Linked DNA regions of Callithrix jacchus: region 1 is linked to region 2. The links are chromatin contacts, called in public Hi-C maps. All regions are on one chromosome and are shown on one strand. The core of a region is the stretch at or near the end of the contact, and the rest is flanking DNA. Distances in the headings are between cores, read along the strand shown.

Evidence for each region. A called contact is a pair of places that touch in the nucleus more often than the background predicts.
Region 1: a Hi-C map of skeletal muscle shows a contact between it and region 2, with 3 times the contacts expected there. The contact joins two enhancer-like sites. A contact is called at or near these places in 2 of 3 Hi-C or Micro-C datasets (both in skeletal muscle).

What each region holds. Positions count from the first base shown.
Region 1 is chr14:27,262,708-27,267,788 of calJac240_pri, forward strand. No RefSeq gene overlaps it. Among named protein-coding and RNA genes, the nearest start is that of ATOH8, 20 kb to the left of the region's middle. Within about 2 kb of position 1,389, at least 4 of the 16 cell types and tissues checked have an H3K27ac peak or open chromatin away from gene starts, as enhancers often do. A contact at or near this core is called in skeletal muscle, where this site is marked.
Region 2 is chr14:26,927,848-26,933,526 of calJac240_pri, forward strand. POLR1A (RNA polymerase I subunit A) reads left to right here. Exons shown (of 33, transcript XM_078348946.1): 12 at 3,420-3,674. Among named protein-coding and RNA genes, the nearest start is that of POLR1A, 33 kb to the left of the region's middle. Within about 2 kb of position 4,259, at least 2 of the 16 cell types and tissues checked have an H3K27ac peak or open chromatin away from gene starts, as enhancers often do. A contact at or near this core is called in skeletal muscle, where this site is marked.

The DNA.
Region 1 (5,081 bases), core at 139-2,638, 330 kb after region 2:
GAGTCCAGACATCATGGAGCTGTTGGATTAACAGGTCCTGGAACTGCCTTTCTCTGGACTTCTTGTTTTGAGTGACAACAAATGCTCTTATCGAATGTTCTAATTGGGTTTTCTGTTATGGGCGGCCCAGTACAAACTAATTGATATGTGAGATCATCCCACATCTCAAGATAGTTTTATGTTCCTTCATATACCTTGAAGAAAACCAGACGAGTTCCTTCCTGGCATCCTGGGAGAATATGACTCGATATGACTTATATGTCCTTCTTCATGACAACAAGGCTGTCTGGAGCCTCTTCTTGGCTGAGTGGGAAAGTAGAACTCTGCACTTTGTTTTCTTTCCTTCTGTTAGATGCAGATCATCTTCCAGAGACCTCCACCAAGGAACCCAGAGCCCACTTCAGGTCTGGGACCCAGTGGCAGGTTCACTGATCTCTGGGGAAAAGGAAGGTCTCCTGCCTCCCAAGGAACTTGTCTATGATAGACCCCTCAGGCCCAGTCACCCAGGAGTGGGGGTCAAGGATGCTGGGGATCAGGTCTGGCAAGGGCACAAACTGCTCCAGGGAGCCTAGCCCCTTCCCTTCCTGTACCCTCTTCTCGTTCCCAGAGCTTCTCTTCCTCTTTACTTTCCTCAGCGCCAGTATCGTCTCCTTTCTCACTGAGATTTTTATTCTGGACACAAAGATGCTCAAAACCAAGGCTGCATTTCCCAGCCCCCCCTGTCGTTGGTGGCAGCTATGGGGAGTGTATTCCGGCCATTGAGGGGTAGAGGAAGGTGTGTGTCAGCTTCTGGGCTGGGCCATGAAGTGGGGTACACTGCCCCTCCTCTACCCTGCTGCTTGAAATAGACTGTTGTGTTTGGGGGTGGGCATCTTTGGTCATGAGGATGAGAATGACAGCCTGAAAATAATGAAAGAGAAGGCTCCTGGGCTCCCACAGCAGCCCTGGACCTCCTGCTTATGACTGTTATGTAAGTGAAACTTCCATCATGTTTGTTTGAGCCACTGTTATTTTGGGGTCTGTTACCTGTAGCTCAGCCCTTTCTCTCCCCTTCCTCCTTTTCTTTCTTCTCCATATTGTTCTCTTGTCTCCTTCTCCCTCCCACTCTTTTTCCTTCCAGTCCCCAAAGCCCCTCACCTTCTTTCTCTCCTCTCTCCAAACCACTAGCCTCTTCCAAAGTGGCAGGTGATAGGCATAGACACCGAGGGTGCAGAGAGCCTTCCTGCTCCTTGGTCCCTGTGAATGTATCCCTGTCTCAAAGTCCCTGACATGCTGGGGATTTGCTCCCACCCAGGGAGCACACAGCCTCCTGCTGTGTCCAGCTCTGTGCTCTGAGGATAGCCTGCACCCAGGGAGGAGGCAGAGAGCCAGCGGGGCACCAACCCCAGGCAGCCTGTCCTGTGGCCCAATGCCCAGTGTCCAGCTCCTGTCTCATGATTCTGCAGTGACCGCTGTGATGCCTGGAACTGGACCCTCGCCTGGGCTATAGACCATCTGGCTGTGCCCTCTGGCTTCCCCAGAAGGGGATGCTCTTAGATGTCAGGAAGCTGACACCAGCCTGCTAGGAGCTGGCCATGTCTACCTCTTTATTCTTCAGCCTCAGGTCCAGACTTTGCCTGGGTGGGTGATGGTGGCAGGAGAAGAGAAGCCAAAGAGGATTCACTCGCCACAGAGACTTCGTGAAAACCAATGTGCAGGCCCCGTGCCTTCCCCTCCCAGCCCTGCCCTCTGGGCCCCCATGCCAGCCTTCTGTCCCTGCTTAGCCCACACAGGCGACAGATGGTGCCTTGAAGACGAGTCCTGGGATGGGGCCCAGGGTGCCAGTGTCAGCTGTGGCTAGACACTCCCCTTTCATCCTCCAGCATGTGGCTGAGGTAACCCAAGCTCTCCACCTGGCTAAGTAGGGCTCAGCAAGGCAGAAGGGCTGAGCTGCAGGAGGCCACATGCAGGGATTTAGGCCCTTTGGGTGTGGAGGCCCAGCGGAGAGAGGAGAGATGGCCAAGGCCCCAGCGTGAGAAGGAGAATTCATAGAGGCCAATACTGGGCCCACTTGCAGCCAGTACCATGAATGCAGGGCCTCTGCTGGGCTCAGGTCACAGGGAATGCATCAAGGATGCCTGTTTGCCCTCAGGCTGCTCTCAGAGAAGGTGGTCTCTCCCTGGGCCACCCTTTTGCTCTGGACTCCAACTCAAAGCCAGCTTTTGACAGGAAGCCAGGCTGGGATCAGCTTCATCTGGGCACATCCAGATCACTGACTGCCTGTGCAGTTCGCAGTGGTGTGATGTCAGGTCAGAATTCTCCAGACGCTTTCCATCTGGAGTCAACACTATCCTTGCAGCTGCTCCGAAGGCCGCGCCCTGTGGCCAGCCACGATGGGATCGAGTGTCCGTCCTTCTGGAGGCTGAGCTTAGGGCAGGCTTCGGAAGAACAAATTAAAAGGCGGCCTTTTTCCAAAGGACAAACTGAAAGCCCGTAGCGGCTGAGGAAGCAGAGAAGCGTTTGTGGGGTGGAAGGGCAGAAACTCTGAGCCCATAGGGAGCAGGGAGAGGCCTGCCAAGCCCAGGGCTAGGCCAGGAGTGCCAGAGAATGGTGTCGAGGGGGAGGTCAGAGACCATGGAGAGAGATGAATGCAGACAGGAGTCTCTGTCTCTCTTTCTCTCAGGCGCACACGCACACACGTGTACTTTCATACCCCATGCCATCCTCTATGTCCCATGCACTTCCAAGGCTGTGAGTTTTGCTCTGCCAGGACCACCCTCGGTCCACCTGGGGAATTCCTTTCACTCTTCACACGGCCACTCAAATGTCACCTCCTCTGTGAAACGTCCTCCCCAGAGGCCCCACCTTCTTCCCCTCTCCCCAAGCAGATTCATCGGTGCCCTCCTGGGGTTCCAGCAGTCCTGCTGCCTCACCCAGCTCACACTACTGTGCTAGCAGATGGCCTCACAGCCCATGCATCCAGCGGCCTGACCAGGAGGGCCTCAGGACAGGCCGAGGAGGAGGCCTGGCAGAGTCAGGCTGAGCAGGCCTGACTTTGTCCACTCTAGACACATGGTCACTTCTTTGCTCAGTGCTGAGCACACAGCTAGGGCTCAAACAAATATTAGTTATAACTATTTGGCTAGGACCAAATAATAACTGTTTGATTGTTATTGATTGAATGTACTTACATAGGCCTTTATCATAGGCTCGTATGCAACCCCCAGCCACAGAGATGTCTTTCCTGCTCTCTCTTCTGTGTCTTGGAGTTATTCAGGGGTTGGTCTTCAGTGTGGGGGAAAAGTTGCAAAAAAAAAAAAAAGCAATCAAGTTTTGTTGGAACAAATTAATGAAACCAAAGTTGCCCAGATGCTTCCCCCACCCAAGAAGCCAAATGAGGAAGAGGGAGGCCTGGGAGACTGGAGGAAATTCCCTTCTGCACCCACCCAGACACATGGTGTCAGGAAAGGTGCAAGCTGCTTCACCCATCAGAGCCTGGTAATAATATTCACAGCGTTGTTGTAAGAAATGAATGAGATGACAGGTGACAAAGTGCTTGGCAAAAAAGTACAGCACACCCACAGAATCGTCTCATGCAACCCCATCCCTCACTTCTCTCATTTCCAGTTCTAGAAAACTGGCGTCAGTTACAAAGGCCTTGAGGAACTCCACGAAATTGTCAATTGTTGACAATTGAATGAATGTTCTGGAGACAACATAAAGGTAGAGAAACAGATCCATATCCAGTACTCACTAAATGCTTGTTGATGAGATTACATTTTTAAGAAAGAGTTCTAATTTCAAATGTTGAAAATCCAAATCTGTCAAGAGCGGCTGTTGACCCAGAATGCTTCAGTGAAACTGGAACTCCAGCCCCTGAACATTCTGGGTGACCAGAAAAATTCTCTCTGGGAAAACCCAGGGCCAGCTCACAACAAGCATGACTTCACCCTGTGCTCCCAACATTGCAGGTCAGGGACATGAAGCCAAGGACAAATGTCACACGTCTTCAGGGAGAACAATTTTATTCCAAAGTTTTTTGGGAGGATGAAAATTACCAACAAGAATTTCCCTCATTCTAAGGTCTGCATTTTCTCTATATTTGAACATTTCTAACATATGTGCCCATGTCTTTCGCATCTCAAAAAAGGAAAAAATTAAATCGGCGGTGCCTCTTGCAGTGATAGCACCTTAGGACTAAGCAAATAAACCAGCCACAGAAACCACTTTCAATGAAAATGCAAGTCATTAAAAAGATTATTTTTAATGATAAAACTTGCCAGGGGGCACTCAAAAGTAGAAGGTGAAAGGCAGGTGAACTTTTAAGAAAATGAATGAGTGGTCCAAAAAAAAAATGTTTTCCTGTGATGGGCCACTGCAGGTCACTTCCCTTCCCTCTCCCTTGCCCTTGGCCGTGCTGCGGGGAAGAAGTCCAAGGATGGCTGCCTGACTCTGCCACCTGGGACTCACCTGCCCGGAGAGAGATTGCCTGGGAAAAAATTAATAGCCGGGCGCAGTGGCTTATGCCTGTAATCCCAGCACTTTGGGAGGCCAAGACAGGTGGATCACCTGAGGTCAAGAGTTTGAGACCAGGTGAAACCCCTGGCCAACATGGTGAAACCCCATCTCTACTAAAAATACAAAAATTAGCTAGGTGCAGTGGCATGCACCTGTAATCCCAGCTACTCAAGAAGCCGAGGCAGGAGAATCGCTTGAACCCAGGAGGCAGAGGTTGCAGTGAGTCAAGATTGCGCCATTGCACTCCAGCCTGGGTGACAAGAGTGAAACTCCATCTCAAATAAATAAATAAAGATTGGCAAGGAAGGGGTGTCCCGCATGACACAGGAGCCTCATGGCCCTTTGGTGACACACCCATGTCCATAATGCCTGTGGGGCAAGCACAAGTGAAGACCGCCCGGCACGCTGCAGGGGGCAAATGGAGTGCGGCAGCCGTGCCTCACCTTCCCCTTCTAACTCCACTCCCCTCTGAGCCAATCTTGGGTGAGGACAGAGCTTCAGGAATCATGCAAGTCGTCAGCCAAGAATGAGTCTGGTTTGTCAAGGAGTTACCTTGCCCAGCCAGACCCACTACAAACTTTTGC
Region 2 (5,679 bases), core at 3,009-5,508:
AGTGTGCACACTCATCTCTCCACCCTGTATAGCCCTCGTTGCGTTGTGTTCTCACTGTGTGTGCATCCACCTCCACCCTTGAGTTCCTGAGTCTCATGAGTTCAAGGGCAGGATGTGCTCTGCTCTCCCCAGCACCCAGCATGTTGAAGGCCTCGGGAAACCTTGTGGGTTACACAAATCCGGATTGAGGTGCGGAAGGCTCTGGGGTGTGATGACTCTTTGGACTTGACAACAGAGCCCAGCAGCAAAGTCAGGAGATGACTTAAGGAAGGAAAAGGAGTTCTTACATCAGGACCTGGGGGCTGAGGATGATTCATTTATCTCCCCAGATCTCAATGATGTTATTATACATGATACTTACACCACAATACATATGTGCTTATTTATTTGTAATTTTTTTTTTTTTGAGACAAGGTCTCACTCTATCTCCCAGGCTGAAGTGCAGTGGTGCAATCATGGCTCACTGTAGCCTCCACCTCCTGGGCTCAGGTGATCCTCCCGAGTAGCTGGGACCACAGTTGTGTACCACCACACCTGGCTAATTTGTGTATGTTTTGTAGACATGGGGTTTTGCCATGTTGCCCAGGCTGGTTTCAAACTCCTAGGCTGCCTTCCTTGGCCTCCCAAAGTTCTGGGATTACAGGCATGAGCCACTGCTCCCAGCCTGTAATTTCTGAAGACTTTGTCTGATGTGTTACATATGCGTCAGGCCAAGGCTGAAGGGCTGTGTGAAGGTGATTGGGAAGAAAACACTGAGGTCTGGGTGAGGAGGAACCGCAGGCGAGGTGAGGAGGGGAAAGGCCAAAAGGACCTATTTCCCCTGTGAGGTATGAAAACTCTGCCCTATCCCTTGGGCCTTGTAAATAAAAGAGGAAATGGCCCGAAGAGCCGGGGCTCATTGTCCTGCTCAGCAGCCTGCCAGAAGCAGGCCTTTGGCTTCAAGCCTGCCTCTGAAAACTCTGACCCTGGGGCACTGGGGCATGCTAATTTTCACTGCAGTATTTATTTAGAGACAAGAGAAGGGAATGCCTTGGGTTTGGGTTGGCGAGGGGAACACCCTGTGCTCCAGGGCTTCTGTTTGGATTGGCCAGTGCCTACCAGACTGGCCTGTGTACCTTCTCAGCTGTGGCGAGTTTGCTTATGCTGGATGATGTCTCGAATTTGCAAAACTCAAATCCTAGGCCCAGCCTGGCTTTTTGGGCTTAGGCCACAGGTCTAGGCAGTTTCTCCCTTGAGAGGCTAAAGAAAGAAGACCTCAGCTTGTATGACGCAGTCAGACAGCTGCCAGTGCCCTGGGCAGATGCTCATGGGAACCCTCAGAGGTTAGGTCTCCTTGGAAACACGGGACTTGGCAATGGGGAGGGGAAGGTTTGAATTCCTTGGGGAGCAAAAAGACAGACTCCATGCTAGGTACTTTTAGGCTTGCCTTGTAGCACTTGAGGGTTTTGCTCCCTGCATCTCTGAGCTAGAGAGAGAGAACTTTTAGCTTCACTAAGTAGGAATTGGGGAGAGAGTTTTGGGGAGTATCTCTTAATTACCTTTAGCCTCTCTCTTGAATGAGCTTTCTCAATGCAGTTTCATAAATATGGGCAACATAAGAAGAAACTAGACTTGCAATGATTTGTTTTCTCCTACCTGTTATCTGTTGTGATTTAAAGGAGATTTGGGGTGGCAGAGGTTTCACTAAGTCTCCATAATTCCTTTGTACTACAAAGAGGAGCCCTTCAAAATGCATGGGGTGGCAGTGACCTTCATGCATTTGCTTTTTAAGGTGTCACTTTATGTTCAGTGTTTAGGAAGCCCAGTAGTTAATGTAATTAAAGATAAGGGCATTAAGAGTCTTAATGGGCAGTACAGGAAAGTCAGCTTTGTGAGAGAGATGTCTGTTAAAAGGACATGACCAGCCAATTATTTATAAGAGGGAGATAGTATGAGCAGTGGTTATCTTAGAGGGTTGCAATTACTTGTGATTTTTAAATTCTTATCTTTAAAATTGTCTGTATTTTCTGTTTTCCCTCCTGCACAGAGCACAGCACTTGTTCAATATTTCTTTCTTTCTTTAAAAATAAGTTGGAAGCTTTTTTAAAATTTACAAAAGCATCACTTACTCATTATAGGAAGAACAATGCTAAGATGTAAGAAAATAGCTGGGTATGATGGCTCATGCCTATAATTCCAGCTCTTTGAAGGCTGAGGTGGGAGGATTGTTTGAGTCCAGGAGGTTGAAGCTGTAGTGAGCCATGATTGTACCACTACACTCCAACCTGGCGACAGAGAGAGACCCCGTCTCAGAAAAATAGTAACAGCCTGGTGAGGATCCAAGCACATTTTTCCCATGTAGACACACACACACACACATACACACACACAATAGTAACAACCTAGTGAGGATCCAGCCACATTTTTCCCATATAGACACACACACACACAGACACAATAGTAACAACCTAGTGAGGATCCAACCACCTTTTTCCCATATAGACACACACTCACACACACAAACTGGGTTGGTTTTTAAATTGCTTTTTTCATTACCTTACATGTCACCTGGATTTTTTTTTCTTTGCTGTAACACATTATTGCCATCACTTGAATGGCACAGGCCTTGTATATATTTAATTTATACTTGTTCACCACATAATATTCCATAGTGTGGATACACTGTTGCCACTTCATTGGGGCAGTAAGGTTATTTCTAGTTTTTGCTGCTGTAAAGGCTGCTGCATAAACATACATATTCATCTAACTTTGTGTAGGTGCTTTTTTTCCCTGAGGAGCCAACAGGAAATGTGTTTTAAGTGTTCTAATAGCTATTTTCAAACTCCATTGCCAAAAGACTGTGGCAATTTACAGTTCTTAATTTTTGAAGTGCAATAAAATGTCCTCTGAGGGTACTGAACTAAGAACCCTGTGTTCCAGTTCCGGGTCTGATACATGAAGCTGGGCACCTTTTTTGTGAAATGTAGAATTTCTGTTTAGACTAATGTGCTCACATGTGATAATGGGGGGATTCAAGAGTCTGCCAATTCCTTTCTAACCCAGTGGTTGGTTTTACGGTTATGTGCAGTCTTCAGGAGTTGTATCCATTTCTTTCTTCAGATTAATTTTCAGAGGAATCCAGGAACCTGGGAGGGCTATGCATCTCTGAAGAAGAGAGAGACCTATGGTCTTATTTGTTGCTTATACTTCAGAGCTTAGAGCCAGGATCAGGGCTGTAAAGGGCCGGGACCAGAGGGACCCAGGAGGTATTTCTCAGAGCTTTCTAGGGTTTTGCTCCAGATTAAAAATCCCCCTTGCATTTAGTCGACTAGAACATAAGCTAGAAACCACACCTTGGCCAGGTTGAGGTGAGCACTTGGAAAGAGCAGTGGTAATACTGATGTTTGCACTGATCACTCACCTGTCCACTCTGTTCCCAGGTGTGCCGGCATGTGAAGAATGGGGACATTCTGCTACTGAACCGCCAGCCCACCCTGCACAGACCCTCCATCCAGGCCCACCACGCCCGCATCCTGCCTGAAGAGAAAGTGCTGCGGCTCCACTATGCCAACTGCAAAGCCTATAATGCCGACTTTGATGGAGATGAGATGAATGCCCATTTCCCCCAGAGTGAGCTGGGCCGGGCCGAGGCCTATGTCCTGGCCTGCACCGATCAGCAGTACCTTGTTCCCAAGGTAGGTCTGGCCTTGAGGCCATTCCGTTGTCATCATTGGCATGACTTAGTACTTTTAACCTGGGCCCTGCTAGCTTCTGGGGTCAATAGGCAGCCCCAGGACAGGGACAGCTGGAATGGAGGGTCCTAGTTTCTCCCAGGTGGGGCTTTTAGCCGTCTAGTTGCCTAGAGGCTGGGAAATGTTTATTTCTTGCTGCGTTGTAAAATGTAAATCAGGACAGAAATTGTGATAGCTGTCCCAGAAAGCCAACCTTACTAGCTTCGTAATAGGTCTTGTGTTCAACACTGAAGTTTGGATTCTGCAACTTAATAGCCCTCGGCCAGCATTAGTATCCCAACACTGTAATGGTTCTCACGGTCCACACATGACTTTGATCCTTTGTTCTGACAAACATGAGCTTTAAGAAGCAGCCTAACCCCAAGGGCCCAGAAGAGATCCCCCAATAGCCCATGAAGGCATCTCCTCTCCTCTTTGAATCCCTTCCTTCTTTCTCCAAATTCAGTCCTCAAGGGCAACACCATGTGGTCACAGCTGTCCAGAGGGATACGTGGGTAGGACAGAACTTCCTCCCCACTCTCCTGAGCAGCTGACTCATGGCCAGGAGTAGCAGGGGCCTGAGTCAGCATGTGCTCATGGTAGGGACAGAGCGAGGAAAGAGGCAGGCAGCAGGGAAGAGGACAGAGTGTGTTCCAGTGCCTGCTTCGCCCTCACTACCCACCCAGAGGTCTGAGACCTCCCAAACTGTAAGCCTTTTGCACCACAGTGATTCACAATTATACATCATTCATTTGGATCGTGATGGAGTATGAAGAATAATCGTAACGTCAAACCAAGGCTCCCATTTCCCAAGTACTTTTTCAGTGCCATACACTGTGCAGAGAGCACATTAGAGGCTCCTCATTTCACCCTCCCCACAGTCCCTGGAGGTAGGTGCTATTCATGCCCACATTTTACACTTGAAGGATTCATGTAACTTGCCCATGGACACCTAGCTGAGAAGCAGGAGGAAGGACAAGGAGCTCCCCGATCTTCCTGGAGTTTGTGCTGCCACAGGGATGGAGAGCTCTGTACACAGGGAGTGCCTGGGGCTCCTCAGAGATGCTTAGCATCTCTGCTAAGTCAGCATCCTCTGCTCCTTGGAATAAGGCATGTGGTGAGGAGCGTGGTGTTCCGGCCCCCTTTCCTACCAGATGCACCACTGTGGCTTCATGAGGGTCCCAGTTGTTTTAGTTGGCCTTTCCTTTCTCTGGCCACCTTTGTGGGCTGTGGATTAGTGAAGGGACTAAATGTAGGAAGAAGTGGTGATGGGCCCACTCAGATTACTTGGAAATTAAAAAAAAATAAATTTGCTAATTTGAAAAGTGGCTTTTTATGTTCTCATGTAAATAATGTGGCTCTTATGGTGGTGGCAATGAAAGCTGACATTTATTAGGTGGGCCACAGGCCTTAGGCACTGCTGTAAGCAGTTTGTAGACATTCCCTTCCTTATGAGGTTGGTGTGATTTTCAGACAAGGAAACACCAAGTGAGTAGTATGTCAGCCAGCAATGAGACCAAGACTAGAACCCAGCAGCTTTGGATGACTCCTCCCTGCCCCCCACCCATGTACTTGGCTGTGCATGTTCTTAGCTCCACTTGACAGGTGAGGCTGGGACTAAGGGAGAGCAGGTGACAGGAAGCAGCTCCCAGGACTGTGTGGGTCTTTGACTCTCTAGCAGCCGAATCATATTTCACCAGAGGGGATACTACCAGGGAGCAGCAGATGGTTTTTTGCTGGCAGAGTGACTTGAGGGATTCACCGTGTGGGGAGTTGAGGCGCTCTGAAGTCCTCAGACCAACGACCTTGAATGTGCTGTACTTGATTTTGATTGAATAAGGTGCAAAGCTGTAGGAGGCTTCATGCTTGCTTTGTTTCCTGCAGTAGGCTGTAAATCCAAGTGGGCCTCATCACATGCTCATATGCCTAGGAGTTTTAGGTTGGGCATACACTTAAGGGAGACAGGAGA